2 separate regions of the Macaca mulatta genome follow, and region 2 is linked to region 1. The links are chromatin contacts, called in public Hi-C maps. All regions are on one chromosome and are shown on one strand. Each heading gives the region's core, a stretch centred on a gene start, on an enhancer-like site or on the middle of the called end of the contact. The rest is flanking DNA. Distances are from core to core; before and after follow the strand shown.

Evidence for each region. Hi-C and Micro-C count contacts between places; a contact is called where the count stands out from the background.
Region 2: a contact with region 1 is called in a Hi-C map of fibroblasts, with 2.3 times the contacts expected there. The contact joins two enhancer-like sites. A contact is called at or near these places in 6 of 14 Hi-C or Micro-C datasets (blood, cortical neurons, fetal cortex germinal zone and 3 more).

What each region holds. Positions count from the first base shown.
Region 1 is chr15:16,727,107-16,730,927 of T2T-MMU8v2.0, reverse strand. All of the region lies in intron 1 of ABL1 (ABL proto-oncogene 1, non-receptor tyrosine kinase), which reads left to right. Among named protein-coding and RNA genes, the nearest start is that of QRFP, 51 kb to the right of the region's middle. Within about 2 kb of position 1,892, at least 7 of the 40 cell types and tissues checked have an H3K27ac peak or open chromatin away from gene starts, as enhancers often do.
Region 2 is chr15:16,800,527-16,804,347 of T2T-MMU8v2.0, reverse strand. All of the region lies in intron 1 of ABL1 (ABL proto-oncogene 1, non-receptor tyrosine kinase), which reads left to right. Among named protein-coding and RNA genes, the nearest start is that of ABL1, 70 kb to the left of the region's middle. Within about 2 kb of position 2,112, at least 7 of the 40 cell types and tissues checked have an H3K27ac peak or open chromatin away from gene starts, as enhancers often do.

The DNA of each region.
Region 1 (3,821 bases), core at 643-3,142:
CAGTGAGCCGAGATCGCACCATTGCATTCCAGCCTGGGCAACAAGAGCGAAACTCCATTTAAAAAAAAAAAAAAATTCATCCACAGGACAGCGCTGGCCTTCCATTAGACTTTTGCTGTTGAGTCTGTAAGTTTTCAGGAGCTGTGTTTCTCCCACGAGGAGCAGGCGCTACTGCTGGTTCTTTACATCTTTCTGCCACTGCCCTGCCTCTCCCTGCACCCTAGCAGCTGACACAGTGTTTTGGGGTCTGAAGATAACACAAAGGCTGTGTTCAGTTAAACGTATGTCTCTGTGTGTGTGTGTGTGTGTGTGTGTGTGTGTGTGTGTGTGTGTGTGTGTTTTAATAATTTTAACTTCTCTGGGTGAAGGTGTAAATTTACAAAATAAAGGACCATGTAGAAATAGATAAAATGACTTTCATCAAGCTCAAAATGTGGGAAATAATACTTTTCCTCTAAGCTCATATTTTGAAAAGTTGTGTGAGACTGTTATAAAATAACTTGAGAATAGTCTGAGCATGATCTCATCCGTTGGAACAGAGTATGAAATAAAACACGAAGCCTCTTTTTAGAAGGATCTGTTTTATAGATTTTTAAATTACAGAGATTCCTTGAACTGGAGGATAATAGTGAAGGACCCACAAAGGAAATATGAATAAAGCAGCACAAGTTTAAATAATTGAATGTGAGCAAAATTAAAGGGAACGTTTGTCACGTCTGACATGCTCCATCTCCTGTCCCCCCAACACTGAACTGTCTCCAAGAACCTTCCGGAGAGCCCACAGTGTGAACAGTAATGAATGCTCCATAGCTGGCTGCCTTGCACTCTAGTAGGAACTATGAGGTTGGGCACAAGTGCCAGCAGGAAGGTGGGAAGCTTCCTGGGGATGTTTTTCCTGGAGGTCAAGTCCCCCCTTGGGCTGTGAAGTAGCCGGTGCTGGGGTTCATGGGCATTTCCCTTCCCTGACTGTTGGCCAGTGTCCGGCGTAGCACCAGCAGCCCCTGGAGTCTAGGCCAGATAGGCCATGTCCGAGAATCTTCTGTCAACATTTTTTATCAGTGACTCATAGCTTTGAGAAAGGATTATTTTTATATAAGACGATCGTTTAATTCTACTTTAAAGACCCAAACCATTTTCTTAGAATACTGTCTAAACAAGTTAATCATGCACAGTTCCAGTGAATTCAGTGGCCTGGTTCTTACAAAATTTCCAAATAATTTTATACTCTCATAGCCAGAGCCAGAGCTTTTTAGAGGTTTGAGGCATTTTTTAGATGTCACTGTTCTTGGTGCTCGGCTAGCTAATTAGTGACTTTTTCTGAGTTTAGTTGGTGAGTGGAAACCTTTTTGTTAACATTATGACAAAATAACAATACGGTTTTAAGTGGAGTGAGAGGCACTTTTGAAGATCCAGATCTTAAACCTATTTAAAGTATGACTCAGAAAGGAGGCTGCAGAAAATGTTCACTAAAAAAAGTAAGAATAATAGCAGATGCTAAAATTTATTTCCCAAGACAATAGCCAAAAGATCTTCTGGAAGAACAGAAGAAGGGAACTATTTGGGGCATCTTTTTTTTGAATGAAGCCTTCGGGCTTCTTTAGGGGATCTCATTTCCTAACAGAGGGACCGGTGGAAAGTTCATGTCTTAAGCAAGAAAGATTTAAGTACTTTCTGCAACTTTGGCCTTGTAAGCTGTGATCATTTTTAAGGTTGACGAGCATAGTTCACTATGAAATGAAGCAAGTAACTTGGCATTTATACATTGTGAGTCAATTTTGACATCAGCCTGGATTGGGAATTGACTGGAAGATTTTGGTGTTGGACTGTGGCTACGCTTCAGTGTCTCGGTCCAGAGGCAAGCATGAGCAATACTTCCCTTTGGGCTTTGGCCATTAATTTATGGAATAGAGCAAGAACTGGAGAGGAAAGTTGAGAGACTGCCTTGGATCGCCTGACGTCCTGTTGAATCAAAAAGCAGTGGGAGGCCCTTTCCTTCCTAACAAAGGCCTCATCCTCTTGCATAACATTCCCAGCATCTGTCGACATGTTTGGGACCGTCCCACTTTAACCCACACTTCAAGTGGATGGCCACCTCTGGGTGGGGAGCTGCATTCTGCTTATTCCAGGTGTTTTCCAGGCCACTTCCCCGATTATGTAACTTTGATCAAATCCAGATGTGTCAGAATGTTTGATAGAAGAGGTCAAATGGCATTTGAGAAGAAAAGCATTTCTGTATTCATGACTTTGGTTTAATTTCCTGTGTGGGCCTGGTCTGCCAAAGTTGTATGCTCATGGCCATGAGGTTGACGCACCAGAGGGAGGCACACAAGTGCCTTTTCAGGACAGCCTGAGGGAGGCCTCCCTCCCCAGCATGCTTTTTCATGTTAAATTATCAATTATATAAGTTTAGGGCCAGACACGGTGGCTCACGCCGGTAATCCCAGCGCTTTGGGAGGCTGAGGTGGGTACATCACTTGAGGCCAGGAGTTTAAGACCAGCCTGACCAACATGGCAAAACCCTGTCTCTACTAAAAATGCAAAACAAAAACAAAAACAAAAAATTAGCCAGGCGCAGTGACTCACGTCTGTAATCCCAGCTACTCAGGAGCCTGAGGCAGGAGTATCGTGTGAACCTGGGAGCCGGAGGTTACAGTAAGCTGAGATCGCACCACTGCACTCCAGCCTTGGCGATGGAGTGAGACTCCAACTCAAAAAAAAAACAAACACAAAAAAACAAACTTTAGTTGGCTTCTATTAAAGTTTTTCTATATCATTGTTTTCTGGTAATAAAAACAATCCACATTTATTGTGAGAAATATACCATAATATAGAAAAGTATAAAGAAAATTTAAGGCTAGGCGCGGTGGCTCACGCCTATAATCCCAGCACTTTGGGAGGCTGAGGCGGGCTTATCACTTGAGGTCAGAAGTTCAAGACCGGCCTGGCCAACATGGTGAAACCCCATCTCTACTAAAAATACAAAAAAAGTAGCCAAGTGTGGTGGCGGGCACCTGTAATCCCAGCTAATCAGGAGGCTGAGGCAGGAGAATTGCTTGAACCCGGAAGGCGGAGGTTGCAGTGAGCAGAGATCGCGCCATTGCACTCTAGCCTGAGTGACAAGACCGAGACTCCATCTCAAGAAAAAAAAAAAAAAAAAGAAAAAAGAAAATTTAAAGCACTTAAAATCCCACCACCCTGAGTTAACTACTGTTCACAGTTTGAAATTCCTCCTAGTCTTCTTTCAATTTTTTCATAATTGGGACCTTGCCTATATACTGAACTGTAATATAAACACTTAATATATTATTGTGAATACTCAAACTTGAATATTTTTTCCAAAAATATTTTGAGTGGCTATTAAAATATATCCTATTTTATGGATACAGCATAAACAAACTTATTCTGTGTTGATAGATATTTTGTACTTGCCCTTTTCTGTGCTGTTATTTAAAATTAGTGTATAGAAATCATTGTGTTGATCACTTAGGATAAATTCCTAGAGGTAAGAAAAAAAATCAGATATTAAATTCTTCATAGACTTCTGGTTCATATTCCAGTTGCCCTCCATTTATACACCTACTACTAGCATTGTATGAGAGTGCCCGTTTCTATGAAATCTTACCCGTACTGGCCGTCAGCGTCAAAAAGATGTGTCTGCAGATTTGGCAAGGAATTTGCATTTCCTTGATTATTATCAAGAGTTCAGGCCGGGCGCGGTGGCTCAAGCCTGTAATCCCAGCACTTTGGGAGGCCGAGACGGGTGGATCACGAGGTCAGGAGATCGAGACCATCCTGGTGAATACAGTGAAACCCCGTCTCTA
Region 2 (3,821 bases), core at 863-3,362, 73 kb before region 1:
TTTAACTTGTTTAGAATTGTTTAAAAGTCTCTTGTATTTTGTAATTTTTTCATTTTCTCCTTGAAAGCAAAAACGTTTGTGGCAAATAGGGAAGAAAAACTTTCTAGTTAATTGAGAATTAGGATAAGTGAGATTTAAATATTATCAGATACTGGTAAGAACTATGGCTTTTAAAAAGTGTCGTCTTAGAATCAGTTTCTAATTACTTGTTCACAGAAGAGTCCTGCAGCTGTGAGGTGATCACAGCCTTTGGCCTAAGCCGCTGCCAGGTAAGTGAAAGCCAGGCTGGAGTCACAGAGTGGTAGTGACTGCACCGGAGATGTGTGTGCCGTTTGTTAAGATGATTCGAATGGTAGTTATGGCAACGAAGATCCACAGAGGGAGAAAGAAAGAGATGCTGGAAAAGCAGCAGCACAGTTTAATAACAGTCATCGTTCACGATGGCAAGGTTGTTTACTATAAAAATTCCATCCTTCTTGCCTCTGTGCTGCCCTCCACCATTTTTTTGCTTGACATTAGAGCTTGCTGATTTATGGCATAACGCAGTACATTTCACCTCTGAAACAAAGTCTGTAAAGGCTTGAGATATATTAAAGTCTTTATTCCTCAATGCTAAAGACCTCCTACTGTTTAGCCCTCTATACATTTAGCCCTTTATGCTTGGGGAGGGGGCGGTTATAAATTTCTAGAGGGAAATGGATTGGCAGTGGTATGTCTGATGGTGAAATGCCTTGACTAAACAAACAAGGCTGCTCCAGAAATGCACACACAGCAAACATATATGCCATATAAGTAATGTGTTATGTTGGGGGTTACTTTAGGTTTAAAACAAATGTCATACTCTTGATGCTTTTAGGTAGCTATTATCTTGGTAAGGATAAGACAGAAATATGGTAAGTTGCATCTGATTTTGAGGGATACTGCGGGCAAATCTGACAGCTAGCTTGATTACTAGAGGTTTAATTAGTTACAGCTGCTCTGCCATTGTATTAATTAGAGCCACTCTGCCTTCAGGAACCATGGATGCCTTTTATAATTTGGATGTTCTTAAAAAGAACACTGTGTGAAAGTGAGCAGCGCTAGGCCGGGCACGGTGGCTCACGCCTGTAATCCCAGCACTTTGGGAGGCTGAGGTGGGTGGATCACGAGGTTAATTCAAGACCAGCCTGGCCAAGATGGTGAAACACCGTCTCTAAAAACTACAAAAAAAAAATACGCCGGGCGCTGTGGCGGGCGCCTGTAATCCCAGTTACTCTGGAGGCTGAGGCAGGAGAATCATTTGAACCCAGGCAGTGGAGGTTGCAGTGAGAACCACTGCACTCCAGCCTGGGCAACAGAGTGAGACTCTGTCTCCAAAAAAAAAAAAAAAAAAGAAAGAAAGAAAGAAATTGAACAGCCCTAAATGTGAACCACTTCAAAAAAAGCAAACACATTTTCCTTTGGTTTTTGGCTGTTTTAGGAAGGAAGCCATACGGTGAACCAGGTGATGCTGAAGTTATCTGGATCCAGGCCATGCAAATGTAGCCACTTTTACGTTTGTGATACTGGGGCTGATCTTGGAGCTCCCTGGATCTGACCAGTCTCCAGATGAAAACTCTTGCAACTTTCGTTTTTGGATAGTGCTCACCTTGTATCTGTACTCATACATGCCATTTCTAGGCGAGTTGTCCCCTTTCTCCTCCCTCTTCCCTCATCTCCCTCTCTCCTCTGCCTGGCTGATGCCAGGAAGGAGGAGTTTTCTTTTATTTAGATAAAAAGAAGTTGAGAGGAGGGAGCTCCAGATATGTGGGATACTCAGCACTGGAGACATTTGGGCTGGAATTCTTGTTTCCATTCTTTTCTTACCATATGACCAAGTAAGTCCAAGAAAGTAGATTGGACTCTGAGTGGGCAATGAAGGTGGAAATGTGGTCCTAAAGAGAACAGGCAAATTAAGAAAAGATTGCTTTAAGATGGTCAAATTGTTTTGCCCGTTGAAGAAGGTGATCAGACCCTAATGAAATTGAAAATGAGGAGAGTATTCCCACCTCCTGCCTGGTCCTAGCGACTCTGCAAATGGGTGCCTGATTGGTCTGTTGGCTCTGAAGCCAGCCTTTGCTGGATGTATTCAGCCTGTTTTGAAGTTGTGCAGAGAACCTCACTTGCGTCATTCTGAAGATGCAGTGAGTCAACGCAGTCCCAAGAGAGCAGTAATGGCCCTAAACAGAAACTTGGAATGAAAAATAGCCATGGATTTAAAGACATAGCGCGTTCTTCCTATTACTTCATTTGGTAATGGTAAGATTAATTCACAGAAAACCCTCCTTGAGTAGCGTACCTTAAACACATGTAGAATGATTTTTTTCTTTGCTTTTCCCATTTAGCCTTTTGAAACAGGATACACAGTAGGGTGACTGCTTTGGGAGGGCACTGGTACAGTAATTCTCTACCTCTCACTTGCCCGCCTGCGTCCCCATCTCCACCCTCAGACAGACAAGCACTCGTAGCTGCTTTTGGACTCCTCCGGCAATGTCACGGTAGTTTTCTTTGAACATTCTTGATCCTCTGTCATGGTGACATGCGTTTGGATTTTCAGTGGAGAAGAATTGCCAGAGAAGAATCTTCCTCTAATTTTAACCATTGACCATATTTATATATGCAGTTTCAGCTTGACTTTTAAATTGATAATCTTTTCATAGAATTCCAGATAACATCTTACTGTAACAAACACCAAGGGGATTATCCAAATTCCTATTTGAAAATATGTCTTTCATATTAGCAGATTTGCCAGCTGCATTATTATCTATTAGTGTGTACTGAAAGTATATTATTTTGGCTTATTTTGAGATTAGATAATTCCCAATGGAATTTTCCCCTTAACCATCTAAATCTGTATTGCTTTTTTCCCATTTAGTCTCCTAAACAGTGAGGCTTCTGGGCAGGAAATGAAAGAAGAGGAGGTAATATAGAATAATGCAGTGACTTTCAAGCATTGTGACCTGTGTAAGGAATACATATTCAGTTATGACTTAGCATTCACATATGCACACATACATATACGTATACACATCACATTCACGTGTATGCATATATGTACATATACAGCTGAAGAAGGCCTATGGATTAGTGCTTTTCCTTATTGTGGAGCACAGTGATATTTTCTTTTTCTTTCTTTCTTTTTTTTTTTTTTTTTGAGACAGAGTCTTACCCTGTCGCCCAGGCTGGAGTGCAGTGGCGCGATCTCAGCTTACTTCGACCTCCACCTTCCAGGTTCAAGCAGTTCTTCTGTCTCAGCCTCCCAAGTAGCTGGGACTACAGGCATGTGCCACCATGCCTGGCTAATTTTCTTGTATTTTTAGTAGAGACGGGGTTTTGCTATGTTGGTCAGGCTGGTCTCAAACGCCTGACCTCAAGTGATCCGCCCGCCTTGGCCTTCCAAAAGTGCTGGGATTACAGGTGTGAGCCACTGTACCTGGCTGATATTTTCTATTTTATTTCATTTTGAAAAATATAGGCTGTGACTCATTAGTGGATCTCATGACTAAGAATGGATCCTGACCCAAGTTTGAAGAGACTGGCAGTGGTAAAGAGCATGGGACTCCAAAGTTTGTCTACCCAGTTTTAAATCCTGGCTTTCCCCTTAACTTGGGTGGGATCACACCATTAACCATGTTAACCCTCTGAAGCTTTGACTCCCACACCTGTGAGATGTGAATGTTGATAACACACACCCACCTCATAGGATTAATGAGAACATGCCAAGATACAATGCGCTGAAGGTATTAGCATGTCTGCTCAGAGCCCCAGCAAATGTTAGCTGCTGCTGCTGCCGCTGCCGTGGT